Regions from separate parts of the Mus musculus genome. Here region 1 is linked to region 2. A link is a contact called in public HiChIP or PLAC-seq data. All regions are on one chromosome and are shown on one strand. Each heading gives the region's core, a stretch centred on a gene start, on an enhancer-like site or on the middle of the called end of the contact. The rest is flanking DNA. Distances are from core to core; before and after follow the strand shown.

Region 1 (4,894 bases), core at 55-2,554, 660 kb before region 2:
GCCTAACAAATTCATTGGTTCCCTCGCATGAGCTGTGGTGGAATTATACCTTGGTTTATCCTTAGAAACTTGGGGTCCGCCGGGCAGTGGTGGCGCACGCCTTTAATCCCAGCACTTGGGAGGCAGAGGCAGGCGGATTTCTGAGTTCGAGGCCAGGCTGGTCTACAAAGTGAGTTCCAGGACAGCCATGGCTACACAGAGAAACGCTGTCTCGAAAAAACAAAACAAAACAAGAAACGTAGGGTCCTATCTCCCCACCGCCACACCCCACCTAGAAAAGGAACTTTAGCCCCATCTCTAGCCCGATTCTGGTCAACTGAGTTGGGCTTTCTTCCTTCCATAGATACTGTCAGCCTGCTCTCACATCAGAATGGAAGTTGGAGGACTCCAGTTGGAGGCCAACCTGGGCTACAGCGTGAAACCCTGTTTAAGAAGGAAACACAGCAAAACAGCTAAAGCTGTGACGCTCTGGGACCAGGCAGACGTGAAAGACTTTAAGTCCCACCCACCAAGATGTGCGGCGCAGGCAGCTTGAAGGCTGGGACCACGCGATTATGCTGCCTTCCCGGTGGGATCTGATCACCACTGCACGCTCTGACTAGAGAGGCCGATCCGTCCTAACCTCGGTCCGCTGAGCCTGCAGTGACCAACGGGCTCCAGACCGAGAAGTTTCCTGAGGAGGCTCAGAGGCATCGGCGCGCAGATGGGGAGGGGACTGGCTCTAGCCACGCCAATCTCCGGCCACTTCCGGTCCATGCCTCCTAATCTCAGCCAATCAGCGCCCTGCATCGCCGGCGTCCTATTGCTGTCATGGAGACGAGGGGGCGTGTAAACGCCAAGCAGGGCCTGCAGTGGGGCTGTGTGAGTCTCGCCATCTCTCCCACCTCTTTCTAGAAAGGATGCACTGGCTTTAGAGTGCCCAAGGCCACTTAGGTGTACTCAAAGATTCTCATTTCCGGCCCCAGCCCACAGCGCCGGAAGCGCTCAACCAGGCAGCATCCGGGTCTTTTCCGGCCGTCCTTGTGTTGCCATGGAGATGGGATGGCGGCTTTCAAATACCGAGGGATGCTCGCCGGGCAAACCTGAGAACTGCCCACGATTCCGGTCTCTTTCCAGTTTCCAGTGTCCCCTTAGGCCAGCGAGATCATGTTCGAAGTGGCGTGGGGTCCTTAGTGTCGCTGGATGGGCGCGCAAACTCGCTCACTTCCGGGTTCTTCTGGGTAGCGATCAGCCAATCAAAGTCCCGCTCTTTTTCCCCCCCGCGTCTCGCAGGTTGTCATGGTGACGCAGAGGGCTCACCCACGCGTCCAGGGGAGTTGGCCAGGTCTTCGGGTGCCTCGGTTTCCTCTGTCCAAGCTGTGGCCTCGCCGTGGCAAGGCAGAGCGCGTGCAACTCGGGTCCCCCACCATCGTGCAGGTGGGTGGGCAGCTGCGGCTCCATTCCTGGTTACATCTCTGACCCGCTTCATCCTCCTCAGAGGCGCGACCACTTCCCCCAGGACAGCAACTTATCTAAAGTCTTATTTAAAAAAAAAAAAAAAAAAGTTTATTTACGTGCGTGTGCACATGTTGAGTGTTTGCGGAAGCCAGAAGATGGTGTTGGATTTCCTCGAGCTGGAGTTACAGGTAGTTGTGAGCCACCCGGAGTGGGTGCTGGGAACAGAACTCAGATCCTCTGCAAGAGCAGTATGTATTCTTAATGGCTGAGCCATCTCTCTGTCCACTGATAGTTTTGACAAGGTTTCTTGCACATGTGAGAGAGTGTGCGCGCATGCATGTGAGTGTACTGGTGGATGCTCCTGTGTGTGCAGGCAGAGAAGGGTGTTGAGTGTCTTCCTCTGGCCTGTCTGCCTTTTGCCTAGAGACAAGGTCTTTTTCCCCTGCCCGAGGCTGGTTGTTGAGACTAGACTAGCCTGCCAGTGAGCTCCTGGGGTTCTCCCGTGTAGGCCCTTCAAAGCTGGGATTACTGGGTTTCTATGTGTGTGTTGAGTATTTGAACTCAAGTCCTCAGGCTTGCAGAGTAAACACTTAACCAGGTGAACCGTCTTCTCAGCCCCATGTTCTTTTGTAACAATGACATCTTAAGCTATCATACAGTTTCAGGGCTTCACTACGACATTTTCCTATATGTCTGTCTTTGTGTTTTCCTTATGTCTGCCCCTCACTATCTTCCTCTGCTCTTCTTACCCCCTCCTGCTTGTCCTCTTTCTCATCCTCTCATAGTTGTCTTGTGGCTTCACAGGACCTACTTTTATGTCTTGATTTTGCATGAGAGGAAACATGGTGTTGTGTCGTTACTGCCTCCCGTGACCCTTTGTTCCTGCCTCTCCTCCCTTTAGGCTCATTTTTCTTCCCTGTAGTCCTCTGTTTACTCCCGTTCCTCATATATGATATATGTTTAAATCTAGGTTATATACTATTTTGTATATTCCCACTCAATTTTGCCAGAGAGAGATAATGTAGTGTTTGTCTGCCTGGCTCTGGCTTACCTCATAGCATCACCGCAATGACTTTGACTCAATTCATCTTCCTGAAAATGATGTAATTCCACTCTTCCTGACAGCTGAGTGGCGCTCTGAGAGATGCCAAGTATCCCTGTGTATGCTGCCTGAGCTGCCTTTGGATGTTCATGTGCATGTATGTGCATGTGTGTGTGTGTGTGTGTGTGTGTGTGTGTGTGTCTGTGAACACAGGAGTAGCATGACTGGACATGTAGGCGATTCTATTTGACTTTTGAGAATGCTCCATGTTGATGTCCTATGGTTTACTGTAAAACACAAGAGCCTGGCCTTTGTCTGCCTATCTGTGACTCTTTGCCCACTTCTAGGTGCAGTTTATAAACCAGAACTTCCTCCTTTCTCCTCCCTCCCTCCCTCCCTCCCTCCTTCCCTCCCTCCCTCCCTCCCTCCCTCCCTTCTCCTTCTTTTCTTTTGTCCTCCTACTCCTCCTTCTGTTTGTTTGTTTGTTTGTTTGTTGAGCCAAGATTTCTCAGTTTAGCCCTGGATGTTCCAAAACTCACTCCATAGATCAGGTTGGCTTCGAATGCAGAGATTTGTCTGCCTCTGCCTCCTGAGTGCTGGGATTACAGGTGTGCGCCACCACTGATGGACCAGAATGTTTCTTACACTACCTTCTCTGCACAAGCTTATACTACCTTCTCTGCACAAGTCTCCTTCTTTGCACATGTCCTCACCAGTGCTTCCTTGATGGCAGCTGTTCAGACTGGGATGAGTACCCGTGTTTTGAGTTTGCATTTCCCTGATGGCTGATGGTAGGAACATATTCTCACTCATTTATAAGCTGTCTGTCTTTCTGCTTTTGAGAACTATCTGTTCTTTTCCTTTTCTCATTTGTTCGCTGGTAGTTTATATTCTTGGTGCCCTTTTGAGCGTGTGTGTGTGTGTGTGTGTGTGTGTGTGTTAGACATTAATCTTCTATGAGATGCATTGATAGCAAGGACCGTCCTTCTATTCTGTGAGCTGCCTTCACTCTGACTGGTTCCTTTGCTGTGAGGAAGGGTTTCAGCTGATGTCATTTGTTAGTTCACATGGTTATACCCTGAGTTCTTTCCGGACATTACTGCTTCTGCCTGTAACTTAGAATGCTCTCCCTGAACATTCCTGGAGTTGCTGCTTCAGGTCTTTGATTTGTTTGGGGTTAAAAATTTTCACACTTTTTGTACAGGGTGAAAAATTAGGATCCATGCGTGTGCTGGCTAGTTTCATGTCAGCCCGACATGAGTTAGAGTCATTAGAGAGGAAAATGCCTCTGTAAGATTGGGAGTTACCCAGTGTGGTGCTGGGAACTGCACTTAGCTCCTCTGGAACAGCTGTTTGTGCTTTTAAAGCTCTGAGCCATCTCTTCAGGCCTGACTTGTAAGCATACAACACATTTTGCACCTCTGGATTGCAGCCAGCTTGGTCATGGTTTTAATGTATTCCTGCATTCAGTTTGTAAGTATTTTATTTAAAAATTTTGAGTCTATATCAATAAAATTGGTCTGTATGTCGTCTCTCTCTCCCTCTTTCCCCCTCCCTCTCTGTCTGTCTGTCTCTCCTCTCCACCTCTGTCAATCTCTCTCTCTCTGTTTCCCTCTCCTCCTCTCTGTCTCTCATCTGCTTTCTCTTTCTGCCATCTAGCTTCTGTCTGCATCTCTGCCCTCCTGGTGTGTGTGTGTGTGTGAGTGTGTGTGTGTGTGTGTGTGTGTGTGTGTATGAGTGTGTGTGAGTGTGTGTGTGTGTTACTTAGCTTTGGTGTCGGGTGTCCATGCTTTCTTGACTTAATTCAGTGAGTTCACAGGTGATAATATTTTATTTGCTGAAATAAATGACCCAGCAGTCTGTGCGCCATGACTGACACTGGGCAGATGTCGAGTCATCCGGATGTGGCAGCTCAAATGGAGCAAACTCCTGTTTTTCATTATGGAGTCATTTCTGGCAAGGCGTAGCCTGACCATTGGTCTATACAGCGTGGAGCAGTTGACCCGACCTGCACTGTCACGGCCACACGCACAGGCTGTTTCTTTGCTTCTCTTTGTTGTGAAGTCAAGGGCTTGCATGCTGCTCTCTCAGGCCAGGCTCTTTCCATTGTGATGGGGAGAGCAACAGAATCCTGGCACTGTGAGTCCTAGGCCAACAGCTGGCTGTGGTGAGTCCTAGGCCAGCAGGTAGTGTCACTGGAGAGGAGGGAACCTCAACTGAGAAAATGCATCCGTAAGATTAAGCTGCAGGCCAGCCTGTAGAGCATTTTCTTAATTAGTGATTGATGGGAGAGGGCCCAGTTCATCGTGGGTGGGGCCATCCCTGGGCTGGTGGTCTTGGCTTCTGTAAGATAGCAAGTCAAGGAAGCCATGGGGAATAAACTATAAGCAGCTCCTGCCCCCAGGTTCCTCCCCT
Region 2 (5,119 bases), core at 1,977-4,476:
TACTGACGCTTCCAGAGAGGAACGACTAAGGAGCAGAGGCCACCTCGGATGTGGCTGGCACCATCTCACAGGGCCCTGGGCTGACTGCAAAGGAGAAAGTGAGCTGAGAGCACTTATATCCGTGATAGTGTGACAGTGTGATGCATGTGATGACCATGATGGCGTGATGATGTCATGGCTATGATGGCGGCGTGATGGCAAGACAGCCGTGATAGTGGTTTTGAGCCCCTGTTACCAGGGCTTCCCAGGGTAATGGGTTCCACTCCTAAACCCTGAGCCAAAGAAATCCTTCCTTATTTTGTTGTCCTTTGTTTGTTGTTTGTTTGTTTGTTTGTTTGTTTGTTTTTGAGGCAGGATCTTACTCTGTAACTTCAGCTGTCCTGGAAATCACTCTGTAGACCAGGCTGGCCCCGAACTAGAAATCCGCCTGCCTCTGCCTCCCAAGTGCTGGGATTAAAGGCGTGTGCCACCACCACCCGGCTAGTAGACAATGCTATCTATGAGGAGTGACCAGCCCAAGCCTAACTCTGCATGGTCTTAGTGTGCATGTGCATGCATGCACATGCATGTGTGTATATGTGTGAGTACATTCGTGCATGTGTTACATGCACACACGCGTAGGGAGGAACATGTACTGGTGCACACTTAGTGGTCAGAGGAAGATGTCAGGTGTTCTGCTGTCTTAGGGTTTCTGTTGCTGTAACAAAACACCATGACCAAAACTAACTTAGGGATGAAGAAGTTATTTTATCTTACACTTCCAGGTCAATCACAGAAGAAATCTGGGTGGAACTAAAGCGAAGTAGGAACCTGGAGGCAGGAGCTGATGCAGAGAACACGGAGGGGCGCTGCTTACTGACTTGCTCCCCATAGATTGCTCAGCCTGCTTTCTTATATAACCCAGGAATGCATCAGTCCACAATAACAGTTCTCAACCTGTGGCTGGAGACTCCTTCACGGGGGTCGTGTAAGACCATTGGAAAACACAAACATTCACATTACAATTCAGACCAGTAGCAAAACTAAAATTGTGAAGTAGCAATGAAAACAATTTTAAGGTCAGAAGTCACCAAAACATGACTAAAGGTGTGGGAAGCCATATGTGCCGTTGCAGAGTGGCACTGACTACTGCTGGCCACCACGCATAAGTTTGGACAAACAACCAATGTGTACGTATGCAGTAAAGTTTTTTGCAAAGACACTGCCTGGCCCGGGCATGATAATGAGGCTTTGAGAGTATAACCAATCAGATGTGAGACATGCAAATGAGGTATGATAATGAGGCTCTGTGAGGTACAGAGAGAGAGAGAGAGAGAGAGAGAGAGAGAGAGAGAGAGAGTAGCCAATCAGATGAGGAACATGCAAATGAGGCATAGTGCATAACCAATCCGGGTGTGAGACATGCCTCTCCTAGGCCTATATAAGCAGCACCAGTTCTGGGCTCGGGGTCTCTTCGCCTCTACAATCAAGCTCTCCCAATAAACGTGTGCAGAAGGATCCTGTTGCAGCGTCGTTACTGCTGGCCAGTCCGGCGCGCGCAAGATAAAGGTATTAATGGTTCTAACATCAAGAAAGTTGAGGACTGATGGCCTACAGTGAGGTAGCCAGTCTCTTCATCAATCATCAATCAAGAAAATGTACCACAGGCCAGTCTAGCGGAGGTATTTTCTCAACTGAGGTTCCCCTTTGAAAGGTGACACTGGCTTGTGTTAAGGTGACATAAAGCCAGCCAGCATACCCACTCTACCACACCTTACACCTTTCAATTGGGGGTTTCTTACTGAACCTGGAGCTGAGCTAGAGGCCAGCCATCCCCGTGAGCCCCGTGAGAAGCAGATGATGCACAGTGGGTACAAGATGAGGCTTTCAGGCCAGGATGCCTAGTTATGGGTGAGAACCAAGCAATCGCTGACTCAGCAGCATGTTCTCGTCCAATCACACCCCTTGTCCGTAAGATGAGAGGGCAGGGCCTGCTTCTAAGGACGGGTGTGTTCTTTAAAGGAAATTAGATGTACAAACTACCTTCAGCAGTGTATGTGAGCTAGACATGGTGACTCATGACTATAGTCCCAGCACTTGGGGAGCTGAAGCAGGAGGATGGCTGTGAGTTTGAGGCTAGTCTGGACTACATATGAGTTTCAGGAAAGACTGGACTACAAAGAGAAAGAAAGAAAGAAAGAAAGAAAGAAAGAAAGAAAGAAAGAAAGAAAGAAAGAAAGAAGGAAAGAAAGAAAGAACAACAGAACAGAACAGACAGTTGGTTATAGGTGCATAATTTTAATCCCAGCAAGCAGGGAGCAGAGGCAGGAAGAGCTCTGTGGGTTCAACATCATCAACAAAGCAAAAGGGCCTAGCGGGTGGCACATCCTGTGTTTCGTTTCTGTTGCTGTGATAAAATAACCAGACAAAAAGAAGAAACTTAAGGGAAAGGGGTTTATTTTAGCTCATAATCTGAGGTCACAATTCATCACTTCAGGGACACCACAGTGGCAGGGCTTGAAGCTGCTTGTCACCACCTTAGTCAAGAGCAGAGAGAAGTAGGTGCCTGTGTACATGGAGCTCAGCCCGCTTTCTCTATTCTTATACAACCCTGGCTCCTAAATCAGAAAATGGTGTGCCCATCCACTCTGAGGCTGTGTCTTTCCCACAATGGAGACAATTTCCCCTGCCGTACACACACACACACACACACACACACACACACACACATACACACACACACACACACACAGGCGCACGCACACTCTCACATGCCAACCTGATCCAGATAGTACCTTATTGAGGCTCTTCTCAGGGGACTAGATTGTGTCAAGTAGACAAACTAACTACCACACTCAATATTCAAAGAGGCAAGAGATTCTATTAAAGATGATTCTTAGCTACAAAGCAAGTTAAAGCCAGCCTGAGCTACATGAGACCATGTATTAAAAAAAAAAAAAGTTCAATTTCTGGGAAAGCATAAGCCACCCACACCTGTCCAATTTTTTAATGTTGCTCCATGATAGTAACCCATTCAGTTTCCACTGGAACATTGTGCAGTTGAGTCCATCCCCACAAAAAATAAATACCTCTTAACAGTGCTTTAAGTAGGTTTATGACAGTGTTGAGCTATGTTCCTAGCTATCCTTGGCTATACATGGCCCACAGGCTGCACAGGGCTCACACTCCTCCCACAGGCTGCACAGGGCTCACACTTCACCCACAGGCTGCACAGAGCTCACACTCCTCCCACAGGCTGCACAGAGCTCACACTCTGCCAATAGGCTACACAGGGCTCACACCAGATTCTGTTATAGGGAAGACCCAGAGAGAATGACTACAGCCCAGCACTCACTCCCAATTTTACCTTTTACCAGCCCCTTGAGCCCACTTTAGGCCCTGACTCTGACCTCCATCGTCCTGGTTTTAATTAGCTGAGCAGTGCCTAGCTGGGTCCATGGTGCTGGGTATAACCTCAAAGGGCTGTGCTCTTTCTCCACGAGAACTATAATTGCCACCCGGGCTCCCCAGCCATCTCCTTTCCTTTCTTCTTTATTTCCTATTGAGAAAGGGATTTAAACTGAGCAGTTTGGGTTGAAGTCACACGCCTGGCTCCTCTTCTCTAAATAGAAAGCCATCTCCCTTGCGGGCTTGTTTCCGAAATTAAAGGGACGCCCGCCATACTTTGTTCAGTTTCTCTCCACTTCTCCACCCAGGGCTCCTGTCTAGGATGAGAGGAAGCAGCTGAAAGGAGAGGTGCACCCATGTCCTCTGGGATCAAAACCTGCCAACATCTCTCCTCCTCAGCTTAGCCCGGAGTCAGGTGCCCTGGACTCTAATGTGAAACCAGCCTACCTCTGAGCATCTGAAAAGGAGACTCCTCGCCCTCCCACAGCAGGTTCCAGCCTGTGTACAACCAGGAACACATAGCTCCCTCCCCTGAAGGAATCAGACTTCTCCATCAGGACTGCTCAAAGCCCATGGATATTCTAAGAGAGGAAGAGATGGCTCCATGGGTAAAAATAATGGAAACGCAAGCAGGAGGTCCTGGGTTTGGATCCCCAACTGTCAAGCAAAAGCCAAGCATAACAACATGTCTGCAATGCCAGCACTGGTCACCCTGGAGACAAGCGAATGTCAGGGCTCACTGGCCAGCCTAGCTGAAATGTGAGCTCCAGGCTCTGAGAGAGCCTGCTGCAAAACATAAGGAAAAGATGGCTCCACTGCTAAAGTCACTCGCAGTTGTTGCAGAGGGCCTGAGTTCTCTTTCCAGTGCCCACATTAAGGAAGATCACAGTCGCATCCAACTCAGGCTCCAGGACCCAATGTCCTTGTCTCAATTTCACAGGTAACCTCACTCACTTGCATACAAGCACATATACACATAGTTCTAAAAAAATAGCAAAAATAAATCTTAAAACAAAAATAAGGTAGAGTACTAAGTGATACTTAAAGTCAACTTCTGACCAAGTGTGTCTGCACCTGAGTGCACACACATACAGTGCACATACACTGCACATAGACCAGCAGTTCTCAACCTATAGGTCATGACCCCTTTGGGGGCTGTCAAATAACTCACAGGGGTTACCTAAGGGCTATGGGAAAATACACATATTTGCATTATAATTCATAACAAAATTACTGAAGTAGCAACAGAATAATTTTATGGCTGCGATCACCACAACACGAGGAGCCACGTTAAAGGGTCGTGGCATTAGGAAGGTCGAGAACCACTGCCTTAGACCTTTCAAAAGGCACTCAAAGCCCTCAGCTCCAGACACAAAAGGACACCATCAACCACAGAATGGACAGAGGGAAACCCCTCAGACTAGATGCAGAATGCTGTGACCACAGAGCCTCCTGAACTCAGCTGCTGAGGCACCACAGTGAGGAGCACTGATGTCAGAGTGGAACACCACCCCATCACCCTCAGCTGCTGACTTCTGTCAAGGTCTTCATTTGGGAGTCAGTGAACATCAGTGGTACACAGTGCAGAGCACCCAGGCTTCTCAGGGCACACAGAGCCTCCCCAAGTATAAACCCTGGTAGGTTAAATGACAGAAAATGGCCCCAAACATCCTAAGTCATTGTTACCATCCTTGTTGGGTTTGCCCTGAACCAAGTTAGACCCTGAGCCCAG

What was found. HiChIP or PLAC-seq counts read pairs in DNA pulled down with a chosen protein or histone mark.
Region 1: a contact with region 2 is called in an H3K4me3 HiChIP or PLAC-seq map of embryonic limb bud, with 4 times the contacts expected there. The contact joins the promoter of Ulk4 here to the enhancer-like site in region 2. A contact is called at or near these places in 10 of 115 datasets of contacts at active chromatin or transcription factors (bone marrow-derived macrophages, embryonic basal ganglia, embryonic forebrain and 7 more) and 3 of 9 other capture datasets (embryonic stem cells, embryonic trunk and pancreatic islet).

The regions. Positions count from the first base shown.
Region 1 is chr9:121,273,582-121,278,475 of GRCm38.p6, reverse strand. It overlaps Ulk4 (unc-51-like kinase 4), which reads left to right and starts at 1,304. Exons shown (of 37, transcript NM_177589.3): 1 at 1,304-1,416. It overlaps Gm34655 (a long non-coding RNA gene), which reads right to left and starts at 729. Exons shown (of 2, transcript XR_003948091.1): 1 at 510-729.
Region 2 is chr9:120,611,043-120,616,161 of GRCm38.p6, reverse strand. Gm39456 (a long non-coding RNA gene) reads left to right here. Exons shown (of 3, transcript XR_871366.1): 2 at 1-98; 3 at 3,696-4,502. Among named protein-coding and RNA genes, the nearest start is that of Gm39456, 6.8 kb to the left of the region's middle. Within about 2 kb of position 3,226, at least 1 of the 459 cell types and tissues checked has an H3K27ac peak or open chromatin away from gene starts, as enhancers often do. A contact at or near this core is called in embryonic limb bud, where this site is marked.